Regions from separate parts of the Mus musculus genome. Here region 1 is linked to region 2. Evidence: chromatin contacts called from public Hi-C data. All regions are on one chromosome and are shown on one strand. The core of a region is the stretch at or near the end of the contact, and the rest is flanking DNA. Distances in the headings are between cores, read along the strand shown. Region 1 holds the start of Patl1 (protein associated with topoisomerase II homolog 1 (yeast)). Region 2 holds the start of Cpt1a (carnitine palmitoyltransferase 1a, liver).

Evidence for each region. A called contact is a pair of places that touch in the nucleus more often than the background predicts.
Region 1: a Hi-C map of CD8 T cells shows a contact between it and region 2, with 5 times the contacts expected there. A contact is called at or near these places in 1 of 39 promoter capture datasets (cranial neural crest) and 1 of 484 Hi-C or Micro-C datasets (CD8 T cells).

The regions. Positions count from the first base shown.
Region 1 is chr19:11,908,519-11,915,082 of GRCm38.p6, forward strand. It overlaps Patl1 (protein associated with topoisomerase II homolog 1 (yeast)), which reads left to right and starts at 3,881. Exons shown (of 19, transcript NM_172635.3): 1 at 3,881-4,059; 2 at 5,830-5,941. The coding sequence starts at 4,045. It overlaps Gm31092 (a long non-coding RNA gene), which reads right to left and starts at 3,889. Exons shown (of 2, transcript XR_386559.3): 1 at 3,578-3,889.
Region 2 is chr19:3,319,698-3,325,706 of GRCm38.p6, forward strand. It overlaps Cpt1a (carnitine palmitoyltransferase 1a, liver), which reads left to right and starts at 3,604. Exons shown (of 19, transcript NM_013495.2): 1 at 3,604-3,677.

The sequences.
Region 1 (6,564 bases), core at 2,631-5,130, 8.6 Mb after region 2:
CACCATGCTCAACAAAAATCTTATTTGAAACATTTTTTTCTATGTCTTTAATGTTTTGGTTTTTTCCAGACTGAGTTTCACTGTGTAGTTCTGGCTGTCCTGGAACTTGCTCTGTAGATCAGACTGGCTTCTAACAGTGATCTGCCTGCCTCTGCCTCCTGAGCAAAGGTTTTTTTCCATCACCATCCAGCTATGTCTTTAATTTCTGTCCCCCATTATATCTCTCCATGTACTTTCTTTCAATGTATAATTCACTTACATTTAGTAATGACAATTAAATTCCGGGTGTGAATGTCACTGGATCTCAAAGCCAGCTAAAATGCTGGGCCCTGCTGTGAGGGATTTTTGTGGTCAGATTATATGAAGTGCTGAAGACCCATCCATGGGTAGACTTCAAAAAAAGGAGATAAAGATGAAACTGCATTTTGCCAGGTGCTTTTACTCTTGTGGAAAAGTACATTCCTTTGTTGATATTAGAACCAGTTTCTTCATGCTTCCAACATAGGCTGAAGACCATCATCTCTCCAAGAATCCTCCAGGGTGACAGGGCCAGACTGGGACTGAGACACCTGCCCTTGTGGACTGAACAGCTACTAAAATCTTGGGCTTCCCAGTGAGTCAGCTATTGGTGTACTACAGGAATGAACTGTGTAAGCCAATCTATGAAGCCCTCTATTAACAAAAACTCTATTGAAGCAGTGGTTTTCAACCTTCTTAATGCTTCCACCTTTAAGACAGATCCTCATGTTGACGTGAACCCTAAGCACTAAATTTTCATTGCTATTCATAACTGTAATTTTGCTGTTGTTGTGGATCATAACATAAATCTCTGAGATGTGAAGGGATCCCCAAAGGGATCATCACCCCAGGTTGAGAACCACTGCTCCTGAGACTCCTAATACACAAAATTTCCTACTTTCTCGTAGGAAATTAGACTTTCTTGTAGAGAATTTCCTACTTTGTACTTTAGCTGTACCCTAAAACTGGTAGGTTTTGTTTTTAGGTTTTTGGGTTTTATTTTTAGATTTTGGGGGTTGGGAAGGCAGTTCATGTGGCCCAGCAATTAAAGATGACCTTAAATTCCTGGTTCTGCCCTCACCTCCCAAAGTACTGAGGTTATAGGCAAGAGCCACCACATGCTCAACTCGGATGCATCAGTATGTTTATCATGAAGTTTTAAATACGTTCTACTTTCCATTGTTTTCTTGATTACTTCACAGATTGGGTTTCTGAACATAATTTTTTTCTATTTGTTTACTATTTATTTCTAAATGACCAGAAAACAAGATTTGGCATCACCAAATTCACTCTTTAAATGTGTAGACTAAATTGGACATGGTGGCACACACCTTTAATCCCAGTCCTTGGGAGGCAAAGACAGGCAGATCTCTGTGAGTCTAAAGTCTACATGGTGAGTTTCAGGATAGAAAGGGCTATGGTATATAGAGAGAGACTGTATCAAGAAACTAAAAATAAAAAAATAAGTAAGATCTGACTAAATATTTTCATGCTTCAAGGGCAAAAATGTCTCCTTTATAACCTCGCAGACCTTTTATAGCACGTGATGGCGACTCGTGTCATCCTGAGTGGATAAAGCAACTACTAAGATGAGTAGTCCACATACTTGAGGGTGTGTCTGAAGATTTTGTCAGAGAAAATTAGATCATGAGCACTGTAATCTAATGAAGAGAGTGTCGTGATTATAATGAGTGATTCAAACTATGAGGGTTTGGAATTGTGATGCCATTCCTGGGAAGTCCTGGAAGGTCAGAGGAAGTGGCAGCTGGTGTGTGCCCCTTGGAAGCTTAATCTTTTTTTTTTTAATTAGATATTTACTTTATTTACATTTCAAATGGTGTCCCCTTTCCTGATTTCCCTCGGAAAACTCCCTAGTCCCTCCCCACCTCCCCCTGGTCACCAACCCACCCTGCTTCCTGGCCCTGGAATTCCCCTATACTGGGGCTTAGAGCCTTCACAGGACCAAGGGCCTCTCCTCTCATTGATGAGCGGCTAGGCCATCCTCTGCTACATATGCAGCTAGAGCCACGAATCCCACCATGTGTGCTCTGTGGTTGGTGATTTAGTCCCTGGGAGCTCTGGGGATACTGGTTAGTTCATACTGTTGTTCATATTGTTGTTCCTCCTATGGAGCTGCAAACCCTTTCATCTCCTTAGGCTCTTTCTCTAGCACCTTCACTGGGGACCCTGTGGGAAACTGAATCTTAAACCTCTTCTATAGCTCAGGTTTTTTCTTCTTCTACAAGAAACAAATGGCCCTTGCCACACACTCCCACTCCAAAACTTGCTAGCACCAAGCACAAATTGCACCCTCAGAAACCTGAATCCAAATTAACATTTCCCCATTTAAACTGTCTACTCAGATATTTTGGTCACAGCACAAAACTAATAGTAGCAAGCCAACAAAAGACGTTTTGTAAATGAGGGGTGGCAGGCTTAAAAAAAGAAGTTATGTCCAGAGTTTGCTAGCTCTTGGTCTACATAGCCTCTCAGTACTTGGGTAATTGTGAAAACCTGTTACCTCACAAATGAAAGTTTGTTTCATAACTCTTGAAAATTACTTATTAGCTTACCTTGCCTTCTCTTCAAGAGTCAATTCTATTTGCTCTTAAGTGATCAGATTTGGGGATTCAGATATCTTAGCTGCCAACTTTGCAACAGTTTCCGGTGGGCAGCTTAAGGCTATCTACTTCTCTCTAACCTCCAGGTTCCTTATCTAGAGAGCAGAGAATGTAACTATTCGATTACTACTTAGTGAGGTAGATATAATTTTACCCATTTTACGAAAGAAAACCTGAAGGGTCAGATGTTTAGAAAGACATGCCCAGTTTCACGCAGCAGTGAAAAAACACGTTTCCCAATCCAGAACTTCTATTTTCAAATCCAATGCTTATAGTAAACTAGTTGATTAATCCAGTCACGCTAACAGTAACGTGTTAAGGAATTAAAGTTCACCATTCATTCCCAGGTGAGACAACCGCCTGAGTGACACTCGTGAGGCAGAGGCAGGCGGATCTCTGCGAGGACAGCCTAGTCTACAGAGTGAATAACAAGACAGCCAAGGCTACACAGAGAAACCCTGGCTCAAAAATAAAATAAAAAATAAGACACCCTCTCAAACGGTCTCGCTACAGGCAATAAAGCACCAAAGCAGCAGACTTCTAGAACCAGGGTGCTGAGGCGGAAGCTGAACAAACTCCGCTGGGCTTCATCCTCAGCGGAAATGGCTGTCCACAGCGCCCAAGCTCACCGACCTTGCTGCGGTGACCCCAGCCCCAAGGCTGCGCGGCCCGTTAGGGCTCTCCCGCTTTCCAACGGGGTGAAGGGCCTGGCATCTAAAAATATCACCTTAGATAATCCTTGTTAAATGTGCCTTCGTCTTTTTCCTAAAACCAAACGCTGTCAACACTTTGGCCTCTATCAATCACAGCCTTGGCCTCCCGACTGATTCAGCCAGCGACCTGTCCCTTTCCAAGAATACTGACTTGCCATACTAGTCCCCCCTCACAGACCAAGTCAAGGCACCCCGAGGAGGACACTGGACGTTAAATGAAATCACCCAAGAATAAATCCCCGATGTTCTCTGCTGAGACGCTTCGGGGGTCGCATCCTGTGACATTCACAAGGCTTTTCTCCGCCCAATCAGTGACGGGAACCTCGTGACTCAAAAGCACTGCGCAACTGTGCAGTTAGGAAAACGGAGGAGGAGCCGCAAGCCGGGGCTCTCTGGGTCATCCCTCTCCGACGGCCCGCGCGTGCGCAGTGTCTCGCCTAGGGATCTCTTTCCCGCCGCTCACACTAGGAAGCCAAACGCCAAATCTGTCCCCGCGCAGCTGCCGCCGCCGGGGCGCCCGCCCAGCCCGAGGCGCGCCTGCGCACGTCCCCACGCACGCTCCGGCGTACGGCGGCGGCCAGGGGTCGCGAGCCGGTGGGAGACCCGCGCGCGCGGAGCAGCCCGGGGAGTCGGCGCTTCTTTTCCCTCCCTCCCCCCACTCCCCTCCCCGCTCCCTTCCCCCCTCCCCAAGAATGTTCCGCTACGAGGTGAGTGGCTGCGACCGGAAGTGACCCCTCCCTCGCCCGCGCGCCCCTTTTTTTTTCCTCTGCTCGCCCGTCGCGCGGGTCTTGTGCGGCTGAGGAGGGGGCAGGGCGCGGGCGGCTGGGAACCCCGCTTCGGCCGCGAGGCTCGGGTGCGGCCCGCAGCGCACCGCGGAGGGGCGGGACTGGCGAGAGCCGGCCGCTGGTTTGCGGCGGGGAGAGCCCGTTAAGTGCGGTAACCTGACCCTTGGCTTGCGCCTCTGCTCGCGGAGCTGCCTTGGAGACCTGCATGGCTCCTACCCGGTGGTTTTTCCTGAGGCAGAATCCCCGGGGAATGCCCACGGAAGCGTTTCCCGCCCTGCCCCCGGAACCCCTTCACCCGGATTACACACAGCCCTGTGCACGCGGGCTGCCGTCAGGTGGAGGGGCAGGGACTGGTCCTCGGGCTGAGACTTCAGTCGGCTTGGAAAGAAGGCTGGGAGTGGGGAGGGGGGCGTGTCCCGCAGAAGTTCCTTCTAGGAGAAGGGAGAAAAAGTGTGGGTTTGGCGACGTTGTTTGGAGAACGGAGCTGTTTGCTGACCGTCTCTTACTGCTGTGTGACCTTGAGCAACTCCTACTCTTGGGGCCAAACAGACTCCGGATTTGTAGTTTAAGGACTGAGCTAGGGAAATCCTTACCGAGTCATCCTGATTTGGTCCAGTAGATGATTGCCATTTCATAGAGAGTTGCTAGAAGTTGCTTCTGGTGTGGAGGCAGTTGCAGGGCTGGCTCTTTAGGGGGAGGAAGATTGGGTAGAAACGGCCCCTAAAAGTTCCCAGGTAAGTTATATCACAAGCTGTTCCCCTAGAGTGTGGAATTCCAATTTGGAATCTTTAAACATTGGAAACAGTAGAAAGCTTGAGCTTACACTTGTGACTCAACTCACTTTTTGTAAACATGAGGAGAGATGATGAGATACTGTGAATAGAAGTTGCCAGAAGCAAAGAAAACTTAGTAAACTGAATAAATCTGTATTGGGATAAGTGATTGAAATTAGGATATACCAAGCTTGTCTAGTGATTTTTACTCCCTGGAGACTGCGGCAAGAGAATCAGGAGTTCTAAGCCAGACTGTACCTAGAGAAATAGTAACTAAAACAAAATAAATTAGAGCATACCCAAGATGTGATGGGGATTCTAGTTTTTGTTCAGCTTTCTAAAATCTTTGCTGTGTTTAATCCTCACACAGATTTCTTTCAAAGTTGTGTTTGGCTCAGAATTACAGTTTAAGGCACAGAGGTATAATACCTAGTACAGAGTCTGAGACATAGAGGTGTCTGGGAGCTGGAGAGATGGCTGCTCTTCCACAAACCCCTGGTTCAGTTCCCAGCACCCACATGGCAGCTCACAGCTTGTAACTACAGTTCCAGGGGACCTAGCATTATCACATAGACAACTTTGTAAGTGTAGAAAGAAGTTGTGATTGTTTTTTAACGCTTAACTTAAATTGCAGCTAAAAAAGATGGTGTTCTGTTTTCTGGCTAGAGTTTAGTCCTACAGGAAAGAGGAAGAAAAATGGACAGACTTAAAAGCATTGGGAAAACGACAGGGATGTAATGAGTAATATGGAATTTTGTTGAAAAAGTTACATGAAACTCAGGATGATAAAGTATTCATTTATAATTACCACTATTTCAAACAGTGATATAAAGGAATTTTGTATCATTAAAAAGGCCCAACTTTAAATGACTATATAAATGTCTTGAGAAATTAATCATCCTTTTTTTTTCTTTTGTAGTCTTTGGAGGATTGTCCTCTAGATGAAGATGAAGATGCATTTCAAGGCCTGGGAGAAGAAGATGAAGAAATTGATCAATTTAATGATGATACCTTTGGGTCAGGTGCAGTTGGTAAGTGACATATTTTATACTGTCTTTGTTGATCTCATCACGACTTTGGTATTAGGTCCACCTGTAATGTGAGTTTTCTGTGTATGCATGTGTGCGGGGGTGGGTAAGCGTGTTCCATGGCTGTCTTGTGAAGGCCAAAGGAAGGCCTCAAGAGTTGGAGCTCACATTCTCCCTTGTTGAGCCAGGATCCCTCCTGTTTCTTCCACAGAGCTACATATGTAAGGCTAGGTGACCCAGAGATCTGGGTCATTCCTGTGCTCCATCTTCTGTCCCAAAGTAGAATATTCGGATTACAGATGTTGACCAATTCATCCAGCTGTGTTCTGGGGGTTAGACTGAGGTTGTCAGATTTGTACATAAATTGATTTTATTTGTCAGATTTGTACATAAATTGATTTTTATTTACTCAGGTGAGCTGAGTGTTCTTCCTGACCCAGTTTTGTTTATATAATACAGTCTTCACTAAATAATAGCAGTTCATCTTCTGTACTGCTCACCAGGGCCTCTTTGCTTCACCTATAATAGCAGGTATTCTCAATTCTCTGTAGCTATAGGTTGCCAATATAAGGAATTTAAATAATTGGAAGTAGACATTTAAATGAGGTTGAAAGTAATCCTGGATA
Region 2 (6,009 bases), core at 2,354-4,853:
ACGTCACGAGTACCAGACCAACATGCACTACTTCTCAAAGAATGGTAGGGTGGAGGGGCAGGAGCACTCACTGGACACTCTTGCCGAGGACCCAAGTTCAAGTATTCCTAGCATCCAGATGGTAGTTCACAAGCATTTGTGCATGGAGCCTTATCTGTGTATGTTCGTGAGTGTGTGTGTGTACCATTTCCTGCTGAGCCATGTCTCTGGCCCTGACTTCATTTCCTAGGGTAGGAAACTGAGGCTTACACGGGACCAGGAGGGGCTCACACTGACACACCTAGCCCTGGTCTTGTGGCTTCGATTGTTTCTTCTCTGGGATAGTAAACACTGCCAACTTTCCTTTCACTGGGTGCTCGGGAAGGCAAGGCAGAAGAAAACAGTGGAGTGGCCCCCAAAGTGGGACAGGCAGGGTACATTTCACAGGACATTTTCACTCTCTGGTGGGAACAGCGGGACACAGAAGAAGCCTCATGGACTCCAAGTTTCTTTTCCCACACTCGTTGGCAGCCTTGGGTTTGTTATCCTTGCGACAATGCCACTGTCCTCATGAAACCTGGTGACGTTGGCTGAGCAAATACTACCTCCGATATTGACTCAAAACGTGTACAGGGGCTCAAAGTTCAAGTTCAGTGGGGCCTGAGGCTTGGAGGAGGAGGGGAAAACACTGCCTCCTGTGATTACAACATTCTTTAGTATGAAGTAGAGTTCCCTCAAAACTAGGTCTCATAGCCAAGTCCCCAAACGTCTTAAGCACTTTGGATAGATATCTATTGAGTCCTGCCAACCGGAAAGGAGGCTAGAGAGAATGACCATGGAGCAGCCATCCTCTTGGCAAAACAGTGGGGGCTGTGAAAATTCCCTGTCACATATATTAGGTGGGATAGTTAGGGTTGGGATGTTGTTTGGCCTTCTACACATAAGACCTTGGCTTCCAGCTCTAGTACTGAAAAAAAAACCAAACCAAAACAAAACAAAACAAACAAACAAACAAACAAAAAAACGAGGGCTGTGGTAGCTCCGTGGCAGAGCACCTGACTAGCATGCATGCAACCCTACGATTAATCAGCTTATCTTATTCTTTCCATTGTCCTCAAACTTGATATGTGGCCAAGGACAATTTGAACTTCTTGCTGGGATCACAAGTGTGCATCATTATACCCTCTTTATGTGGTGTGGGGGATGGGATCTAGGACTTCATGCCTGCTAGACAAGCGCTGTAATACTGAGCCACATCCCCAGTTGTGGTTTGTTTTTTAGATTAAAAATAATGTGTATGGGAATGTATGAACATATAAATGCAGGTGCCCATGATGGCCAGAAGGGGGAGCAAGATCCCCAGGAGCTGGAGTTATAGGTGTTTGTGAACATTGAGACTTGGATGCCGGGAACCAAACTGTGGTCTTGGGCAAGAGTAGTATTCGTACTTAGTTACTGAGCAATTTCCTCCAACTCTGTTTTTGTTTTGTTTTGTTTTGTTTTGTTTTGGTTTGGTTTGGTTTGGTTTGGTTTGGTTTGGTTTGGTTTGGTTTGGTTTTTGAGACAGGCTCACGCTGTAACCCAGGCTGGTCTCCAACTCATATATGATCCTCCTGCCTCAGTCTCCCAAGTAATGAAATTACAGATGTGAGCCACCACACAGGGCAAACGTATCCATCGTGAGCAGCTGGCACAGTCTATGGGATTGAAACTGAGAAAGAATGTGAAAAATAAACAGGCGAGCTTGAGAAAGGTTATTCTAGCCTTGGTGCCAGTTCCTGGTATATTTTCAGCGCTCAGGGAGTTTAGGTTAATGCCCCAAGCTTCCCCATCCCCACCCCGAGGGGCGAGGGGGAGGTTAAGCTCTTTATTAATAGCCACTCCGGGAGCTACAGTCCTTGGGAAAAGGGCTATGGTGAGGGTAGAGGAAGGAAAATGAGGTCCCCACAGGATAAAACCAGGTGCAGGCGGCTCTGGCTCATTATGGTGCCTCCCCAAGGCACGAGGTGTCTGAGAGTTCCTTCTGATGTTGTCTCCGCCCCTGCTCCTGTCCCTCCTGGCCGGCAGGGAGGGCCTGCTGTCAAGGCCGCTGAGCCTCCTGGACAGACAGGGCACAGGGCCAATCCAGAGGGACGCAAAGCAGGACGCCAAGAAAAGAGGAAGTGTCCTTGGGGAGGGGACCGGTTAGGACTGGGGTTCTAGGGAGAGAAGGAAGGGCATTTAAGGTGAGTCCAACAGTCCAGGACTTAAAAGGAGCCTTAAGTAGGGGGCAGCAAGAGGTGACACTAGAGCCATCGAGGCCGATGAGGCCCGGGGGACAGCAGAAAGTGTTTCCAGATAGCACCTCTGCAGTGCCAGCCACATGTCACACTGGTCTCTGCTTCCACGCTCAGGAACAGGTGCTCAGATAAGGATGCTTAAGAAGATGGAAGGCGTTTGGGTGTGTCAGAACAATGAAGGCAAGTGAAAGACCCCGATTCTCTATGAGTCCCTTCACATAAACTAAAAATCTCAAAGTTACACCCAACAATCGCCTGTCCTTTTAAATAATAGAGGTGTAGGGGGAGATGAGATACAGCAACAGTTAACTACAGTTGGGGGCGGGATCAAGGGGAACTTTCATTTTCTCTATGGAACCCTTCCACGGCAAGGCAGAGAAAGATGGAGGCAAACAGGGCTCTTCCATGACCAGGCGTGCTTGACCTCAGAGCTGCGACTCTTCCTTCTTCAGCGCATTTATGGAGAGCTTGCTACACGCAGGGCCTGGAGCTGCAGCCTGGGAGGGCGCCCCATCTGGCGGGTAGAGTGCTTTGCCATGTCTGGCCCGACTTCTCTACACCCTGTTCACAACTCACCCTGCAACCTTCGTTCCCCGTGTGCTGCCAGCGATCCCCCTCCAGAAGCCACTCTGTCCGAGGTTCCAATCACTCCCCTATTGACACCTATTCGTTCTCAGCGTTCAAAGAGTACTTCGATTCCGTTGCTTTTGGGCGCAGAGACTTGAATCCAGGACCTTACACAGGCAAGGAATGCACGGCATTGTGAGCTACCCACACACCCTAATTGTTCCGCAGATGAGGGTTCCCCCGCCCCCTGACGATTTTATCCCAGGGAGACTATGAGTGTGTTGGCCTCTGGCGCCAACCTGCCCCCGGATGTCAAACATCTGTTCTCAAACTTGGAACCTGAGCTTACTTCTTCATTCTCTGATGTTAGACAAGCCGTTCTTCCCAACACCACCCCAAGCGTCCCACTCCCCTTTTTTAAAAAAAAAAATAATCAACCAAACAACCAAACAAACCAAAAGTCTGGAGCAAAATCAGCATAACTCCCGCAGGGTTGCAGAGAAGTTTACGGGCGGATTAGTGTAAACCGCGAGTGTAAGCCAAGTATGGTGCAAAGAGCTGTTTTGGACATGGCTTTAATGAGTTGGTCCCTTTTGTATATGAAGAAACTGAGGCTCTCAGGGTAAGGAATGTTGTCCTAGGTCTGCCGTTGGCAAGCTCGGGACTTAGCCTCAGTTTCCTTACTGACCTCCTCCCCGCAGCCCCGCCCCGTCCAGGCCCCGCCCCGTCCTGCCCGCGCTGCAGCCCAGCTGGGCTCAGCCAATCACCCGCGGCGCGCGTCGGTGAGCCTGGCCTCGCCCGCCCCGGCCCGGACTCCGCTCGCTCATTCCGCCGCCGCCGTCTGCAGACTCGGTAAGACACCGCGAGGGCAGCGCTGCGGCACCGCCCTGGGCTGGGCGCGCGGGTGTCATTCTTAAGAGTGTGGAGGGAGACCCAGACTGTGCCCGTAGGGTACGCGTGAGCCGCGCATTGGAGAAGCAGAGGGCACTCCCTCCCCCGCGCAGTGACGGATCTGGGGGATCCCGGGACGGGAGGAAAGATGCTTGGTCCCCAGACTGGGCAAAATGCCTCCACTCGGGACGCGTGGGACCTCGGCTCGTGGTGTCCCGCCCCACGGTGGATTCACTCACCGCGTGGGTTTGGGGTCTTCATTGCTCTGTGAAAGATGCTTATGATTAGGCGTGACTCCTTGGTCCCTGACCAGTAGGAGTGTCAACTCCCTTTCTGACCCCTGCTCACTCCCCACTCCGCGGGTGGCTTGGGGCCAGTGTGGACGCCGAGCGTTCTCCAGGCTCTTTCCACCCGCTACTCTGCAGGTGGATTGGTTCTCGGGGTCCGTGAGGGTCGGGCTCGGCAGTAGGAAGGATGCTCGCACAGGGGACTTGGCAGGTGGCCGGTGCCCTCTCTTCGTGCGGGTCCCTGCAGTATAGCCTTCGGGACACACCCTTGGCGCAGAGACTTAAGTGTTTTGCACCCCTCACCGCGGTTTTGCCCGGGGTTCAAGGGCAGGTGGGTGTCAGAGACTGCCCAAGGTCGCGCCGGGACCAGAGCCCGGGAGGGTGGGGGCGTCACGTGACCTGGCCTGAGCGAACTTGGCCTGGGACAGCCGGACAGCACGGTCTGGGCAACCAGGCTGTGCGGTAACAGCGGGTACCCTTCGTTTTTCTTCATCTTATTGTGAATCGGGTCTGGTTTTCGTTGATGTCACAGAACACAGATGAACGCTCAAGTTTTTAAGGAGTTAAAAAGTTCCTAGTGTGAACCAGGCTACATACAATCAAGCTCAGTACTCTCAGCTCTGGGCCGACTCTCGTTCCGTGCATTTAAATAGTTGTCCAAAAACAGATTTTAGTCGGAAACTGCTAACTTTGGAAGTTCGCAAATAAAATGAAAGTGAGTTTAGAAGCCTTTCGGAACGCGTATTTAGTTACAGCATTTTGTTGCACAGGCGTCTGGTTTCTGGTCATTCCTGATATTCAAGCGTGTTTATCACTGTCAAAACCACAAGCCAAATGACTAAAACACAGCTTTGGCCTTTTATTTGTGCCAGCAAGCATACATCACCACCACCCCCTTCCTAGTCGGTCGACTCAGGACTCAGTGAGGACCTAAAGCAGAGGACTGTGGTGTGGGGAGGACAGTGCTTGCTCCGGGGCAGTGCAGAGTAGTAGGTAGGTCTGGGCAGCGTCCGCATTCAGAGTCCTGGGCTAGACTGGTTTTGCTGCAGCACCCGGAGCTCTTTTGTCATGTAAATTATTGCTTTTCTTAACTAAAGCCTCGCTAGACTTAACCTTACACTTGAATTTTCTCTTTTATCTATTTATTTACTTTTAAAAAATGAGATAGGATCTCATGTAACACAGGCTGCCCTCCAGCCTGCTCTGTACCCAAGGTTGGTTTTGAACCCCCGATCTCCTTCCTGCACCCACCCATAAGTGCGGTGATTATAGGCGAGCACCACCACGCCCGGCTTTGAACTCCTTAACCGTCTTTGGAATCAAGCTCCGGTTAGGTTTTGTATCAAAAGTGGCCGAAGCGGCTTCCTGCACAAGACAAAACCTTTCGAGTTTGAGCTAGAAAGCCACCTGACTGCAGATGAGGGGTGGAACGCCTCCCTTCCGCCGCCGCTGCGCTTGGCCCTGACCCAGTGGTCACGAAACCGGCAGGCCTGATTCTCTCGGGAGTTTGGGGCGCTGGCCGGGGTTTAGCCAACCCTGATTCCTCTTGCCCATTTTGCCCATTCATAAAAGCGCTGCAATTTTTACTTTATTTTCCCCTTGGGTTTCGCAGCGAAACCCTTCGAGGCACGGTGCCGGCTGGCTGTTTTGTTGTATGCGACAGCTGTCCTCGGACAAAGCGGATCGGTGACTCCGGGATGGCAGCGGCGACGCGTCGCTCCGGAAGGCCTGCGTGGGCTCGGCCGGTGGAACAGGATCCGAGCGCCCCGGACGCGCCAGCACGGGGGCGGGGCACCCGTAACCTTTCCCCTACTTTTCTCAGCCGTCACGTGACCCGGCTGGGTAGGGGAAGGGGCGGGGCGGGAAGCCGCTGTTGTTAGTGCCCTTCCCTTCCCCAGCGCCTTGAACTTGCAGTCTGGATCTGCAGGCGGCTAGAGCCACGCGACTTTCCTGTACTTTGACCGTTTGAAGGTTTTTTTTTTTTTTTGGTTAGAAAATATGTTTAG